Regions from separate parts of the Oryctolagus cuniculus genome. Here region 1 is linked to region 2. Evidence: chromatin contacts called from public Micro-C data. All regions are on one chromosome and are shown on one strand. Each heading gives the region's core, a stretch centred on a gene start, on an enhancer-like site or on the middle of the called end of the contact. The rest is flanking DNA. Distances are from core to core; before and after follow the strand shown. Region 1 overlaps LOC103351668 (a long non-coding RNA gene). Region 2 holds the start of CALM1 (calmodulin 1).

What was found. A called contact is a pair of places that touch in the nucleus more often than the background predicts.
Region 1: a Micro-C map of ear pinna shows a contact between it and region 2, with 3 times the contacts expected there. The contact joins the enhancer-like site here to the promoter of CALM1 in region 2. A contact is called at or near these places in 3 of 6 Hi-C or Micro-C datasets (ear pinna, skin fibroblasts and an unstated tissue).

Annotation. Positions count from the first base shown.
Region 1 is chr20:36,048,613-36,051,312 of mOryCun1.1, reverse strand. The region is part of intron 3 of LOC103351668 (a long non-coding RNA gene); the gene reads right to left. Among named protein-coding and RNA genes, the nearest start is that of CALM1, 76 kb to the right of the region's middle. Within about 2 kb of position 1,437, at least 2 of the 8 cell types and tissues checked have an H3K27ac peak or open chromatin away from gene starts, as enhancers often do. A contact at or near this core is called in ear pinna, where this site is marked.
Region 2 is chr20:35,972,374-35,975,131 of mOryCun1.1, reverse strand. CALM1 (calmodulin 1) reads right to left here and starts at 1,279. Exons shown (of 6, transcript XM_051826152.2): 1 at 1,060-1,279. The coding sequence starts at 1,062.

The sequences.
Region 1 (2,700 bases), core at 188-2,687, 76 kb before region 2:
ACCCTCTGGGGGCCTCCCTGCCCGCGTCCGGGTGCGCGCGTGCACTGACCCGCCTGTGGCACGGCTCCACGGAAATGGGACGGCTCTGTGGGTCCGCTGCCCTCTCATCTGTCCACGTGACACGCAGAGCTTTCCAGGTCCCCACGAGCAGCTCTGCCCGAGCTGACTCGAGCTGCTGGAAAGTATTCCACTGGAAAGAGGAACAAAAATCCGATGGCCCAGTTCCCCACCCACGGACACGTGCTTGTCTCCGAGCCGTGCTGTTAGCTGGCGAGCGCCTGCGGGAGGCACTTCGCACACCTGTCCGATTATTTCCGCACGGCTGGAACAGGTGGGACACCGGCCCCACGTCAGCTTTTGGAAGGGCAGTGCCACTTTGTACTTGGAGCCAACAGTAAGAACACAAGTTAATAATGGCCACTGTGCATTTGCGCCTTTTAGGTGCAACGACTCGGATAATCCTCCCCACCAACCTACAGGGTGGCCGCTCTCACTGCCCATTTTACAGACGAGAAAACTGAGGCACGGCTGTCTGCAGGAGGTCACAAGCTAGTGAGTGGCAGAATGCCTGTTAGCAACTCGCCCACACTGGGGAAAACGCTTCTGAGCTTTGGCGCATCCAACAGGAGGGGGAGGTTTCCCGGCTCGTGTCTCCATTTGTGCCCAGGGCCAGGGGCGCCTTGGCCGTGGGCATCCGTTCCTTTATCAATGGCTTTTCCTTGTTTCTTCACTGTTCTGTCGATGGGGAGTAGCGCCTCACACACACACACACACACACACACACACACACGACTCAGCCAGGCCTGGGGGGGGGGGGCGGGGGCGGTGCAGGGAGGTCCCACGCTCAGGTTCCCAGGCTCAGCCCGGCCTGGAGCACGTGTCCCACAGCAGGGGGCTCTGGGGAATGAGACCCTTGTGTGAGAAGGGACCCTGGAACCCGTGGCACTCTGCAGGGGCACAGCTAAGTCATCGGTGACTGGGACCGCAGTCCGCCCTCTCGGTCTGAAGTAACAGCTCCTTGTTTGCCCAGGCTTATCGTTTACCACGTGAAAGGCCTCACACATCCATTGGATTTGAAGCCCAGGTGGCCCGGCCCTTGTTACAAACGAAGAAACCGGGATTTATAACAGAACACACAGGAAGTGTCCCGGCCAGGACAGGCATGGAACCGCACCTGCTCCGCCTGATTGACAAGGTCAGCTCAGAACCCTCCCTCTCAGCCTCGGTTTACTGATCCAGAGAACGGGAGAATTTCCTACCTGTAGAGGCCAGGGGCCGCCACGTGCCTGGCTCCCCAGCATGCCCCAGAGCCAGGCACACGGCAGGCCTTGCCCTCACCCCCCTCTCCCCTTCCCCCGCGCAGGCCCTGGGCCAGGTGGCCCTGCCTGCCAGAGAGCTCCCAGCCGGGCTGAGCTTGGGGAGGGCGCCCAGGGAGCAGCGGGCGGGCGGCACAAGGGCTCCTTTGTGCCGGTTGCTAGGGGCCCGGCTGTATTTACTCAGCCTTGGTAAACAGGAGGTGCCCGGAGGCCCCGCTCTGTTGTGACAACTCCTGGAGCATTTGCTTCCCTCCCAAGGTGCCAGCTCCGGGTGCTGTAGGTGAGCCCCACCATCCCACCACGCGGCGGCTTCCTCCGGGCTGGAGGGCGGGCCAGCACCACCATCGTCGCCACTCAGCGCAGCCCTTGTGGCTCAGAGTGGGGGGCCAGGGCTGGCGGCGGAGGGTCCCTAACCCAAGGTCACAGAGCGGGGACTGGCGGAGACCGGCCAGACCGCAGAGCTGCCCGGGGAGCTGTCGCCCTTGCTTGGCTCTCACGTGCTGCTCGCCAGCCGTGCCCAAGTCCCCGTGCCATTCCCGGAGATCCACCCCGCCCACTTCCACTGAGCAGGGCCTAGAACCAGCAGGTTGTGGAACAACGAGAGCCACGGCCAAACAAGGGGCTCACCAAACAAGACACACGGAGAGAGGTTGTAAAAGCCCTGGCGTTTCTTTGTAACGCTTGGAGTGAACACAGGACCACTCCTAACTGCCGCCCCAAGGTGGAGGCAGGACAGGGCCAGGGGTGCTGTGAAGGCCCTCTCCACTGTGCCTGGGGCCGGAGCCTCCTTCCAGGGACGGTCGAATGCTACCCTGCAGTCCCCAACGTACCAGAGGCCTCCGGTGACAGGCCCAGGCCAAGGTGGCCAGCAGCCAGGGCCCCTGCGTGCCCTCCAGTCTGTGTCCTCCCCCAGCGCCCTTCCCCTCAGGGAAGGACAAGCCATGCTCTGGGCCCACCTCATCCCCCCCTGGGGCTCGGGAGGGCTGGGAACTGGTTTCTGAGAAGAGCCATGGCCCCTGAGCAGGTGCCCGCCAGGTGCAGCCTGGGTGGGGTGTGTCTCCTGGCCCGGACCCCGCCCTGTCCTTGCTGCACACCCCGGAGTCCACAAACAAAGGCTCTGTGTACCTTGGCCCAACCTGCACTTGCTGCAGGGAATCCTCTGCTGTGTGCACTTCCGCAAAGGTGGGGGCCGGCCACATGGGGAGGCCTCCTGACCCCAGGGTCACCCTATCCTGGCAAGCAGCCCACAGCTCAGGGCCGGAGGTTACCAGGCTCCTGCCCTGGCGCTCAGCCTGGCAGAGGAGGGTCGGGGCGCGCAGGCCCCCGCACCTGGGGAGGCATACCCAGGGAGAATGTGCTTCCTGGAAGGGGGACTCCTACTGGC
Region 2 (2,758 bases), core at 30-2,529:
ACCTCGCCGGCCTCGGGGTGGACGCGTCCGGAACCCGGCCTGCCACGCCGGACAACGCTGCCCGCCCAGGGACCCAGGGCGCCCTGCAACACACGCCCCGCGGGGCGCACGGCCGCCTGTGGCCGTGCAGGGGCCGCGCAGACGTGCAGACCCCGCTCCCCGCCCCGCACCTCCCACCCGCGTCTGCTCCCCGGCCCGCCCGCCCCCGCCGCCTCCCGCAGCAGAAACTTTGCGTCTCTCCTGGAAACCGAGCCGCGCGCCAGCTCCCGCCTCCCCCGCCCGCCCCAATTAGCGCGCGCGCCCCGCGCCTCCCGCGGGAAGGGGCCCCGCACGCCCGGGCCGCGGCTGCCCCGCGCAGGGGGCCGCACGAGCGCCAGCTGCCCCGCAGGCCCCGCCCGGGCGCAAGGGGCCGGCCTGCGGCTTCCGCCCCTCGCCCCGCGCCTTCCTGCCCCCACCCCACCCTTCCCCGGCTCCTTCCTTCCCAGCCCACGCCCGCGCCGCGCGCCCCGGCAGGACGCAGGGCACCGCCAGGGGAGGACGCCCCCCGGCAGGACGCAGGGCACCGCCGCCGGAGGAGGACGCCCCCCGCCCCGCGCGCCCCGGCCCATTCATTCTCCGCCGCCGCCCTCGCGCCCGGGGCGGGGCGGGAGGGGCAGCACCGGGGGGCGTCCGGCGTCCGGCCCCGCCCGGCTCCCCCGCCCCCGGGGCCCGGGCGCAGTGCTGCAGGCAGCCCGGGTGCGGCGCGCTGGGTGCAGTGGGTGCGGGGCTGCGGGGGGGATGCGGAAGGCCCCGAGGCAGCGGTGCCCGCAGCCACGGCCCGCACGCAGCTCCCCGCCAAGTTCAAGGGGGGGGGTGGGGACCCGTTTAATGAGGACCCCCGGCGGAGGACGCCAAGACGCAAACGCGAAACGCATCGTCTCCTCACCGCAGCTGCTGCGTAACGCCCGGAAAGGAGGTGTGGGGGGAGGGACCCAACCAAGGGGGCAAAAGACCAAAACTGAACATGCGGGGAGACCTCGGGCAGCCGCTACGCCGGCCGGGTGCCACCGCCGACCTTACCATGGCGCGGGCGAAGGGAGCGCGATCGGAGGGAGCGAGGCTGGCTGCACCCGCGCAGGGGCTGTGACGGCGAGGGGGCCTCCCGCTGCTGCTGCCGCCGCCGCCGCCGCTGAGGAGCCGAGTGCGCTCCGCGCTGTGCCGCCGCCGCCGCCTGCGCCGCCGCCCGACTGCGAGTAACGGCGCCGCGTCCACGAGCCTCCCAGCGCCACTGCCGGAGCGCGAGCCGGCGCCCCGCCGTATATATATAAGGCACGCCGTATCCCTCCGCCGCGGCGGGGCCCGCCTGGCGCACGGCGGCGCTGCGGCGGCCGGGCCTCGCGCGCCGGCCCCGCCCCCAGGCCCGCCCGGCCTCCCGCCGCCCCCTGCGCGCGCTCCGCGGCGGGCCCAGCCCGCGCCCGGGCCCGGGAAGGCGGCGGGGGGCGGGGGCGCGGGGTCCTGAGGGGACTCGCCTCCGCGGCAGGACCACCCCGAGCCCCTCACACGGCCGGACCTGGAGGAGGTGGCGGCTCCGGGAGTCGGAAGCCGTGCGCCCCGCGGCCCCTGCCCCACCCTTCCTGTGCGACCCCTCCCACCTCAGCATGGCCAGCGTCCCCGAGGGTCGCCCCTCTGTCTGGGCTCCTCAGGGTCCGCTTCCAGTTCGGGGAGGTCCGGGGGCTGGCTGCGGTGCGGGCGGCTGCGGGGGGTGGGGGCAGAGGAAGGGTCCGCACACCCTCAGCTGCCGAGCGGAGAGGGGTCTGTCGGGGGGCATTGGCGCCGGTCCTCGTGGGAGAAATTGGTCGGCGTTTCGCTTTTCAGGTTTTTGAGAAATAGCTGAGGAAGATGGTCATTTACGCTCGATTGGTAAATCTGCGTCGTGCGCATATGCTTAGCAAATTGTGGGTTTTTTTTTTTTAACGTTTCCACCGGATTTTTAGAGGATGTCGGGGGTATCTCTCCCCTACCGTCTGGTCCTCATTTTCCTCTGGAAAATACCACTCGTCCAGGCTCCGGTCTTACTAAAGTGAATGTACCTGTGCGGCTACTGTGAGGCCTTACCACTCATGCTTTAAATTCTTCACACTTTTCCTGGTGGGAGAGGGATCCGAATCTTTTTATTCATAAATCCATAGACCGAAAAAAGAATACTTAGGACGCCCCTAGATTACAGCCGGACCGCAGGCCGATTTGTGGAACTAGACTTGAGTATTAACCTGCAGTCTCGATGCTACTGCTTTTAAAAGAATCATCTTCGTTAAAATCAGTTTGCTGGGGCCATTTTTCTGGAAACCAGACGAAGGGCACTCCAGTCGTGAAGTCGAAGCCCAGGGCTCCTGGAAACCTGGGCGACATGCTGCCGGTTCTCCTGCCAAGGCAGACCACAGAATTTGATCTTTGTTTACAGGGCCCGGGCAACCGCAGCGGGTTATCGGTTCCCTTCCAGAGAGCGTGGCAGAGGGCTTCGCTTCGCCGTGTTTGCCTCTGGCCCTGACAAACTCCGCAGAAAGAAGTTGTTAGAGGACGGGCCGTGTCCGGCTCCTGGGCTGGGCTCAGGCCGCTCAGCATCTGTGGCGCTGCAGGCCGCGAGCCTGGGACACCTCGGCAGGTGTCAAAGGTCCTACCCCGCCGCCACCCCCGGTGATACCCCTGTGCTCACCAGAGAAAACCCTAGTGCGAATCAACAGCACGTATTGATGAGAGAACTGGAAGCGAGGAAATAGAT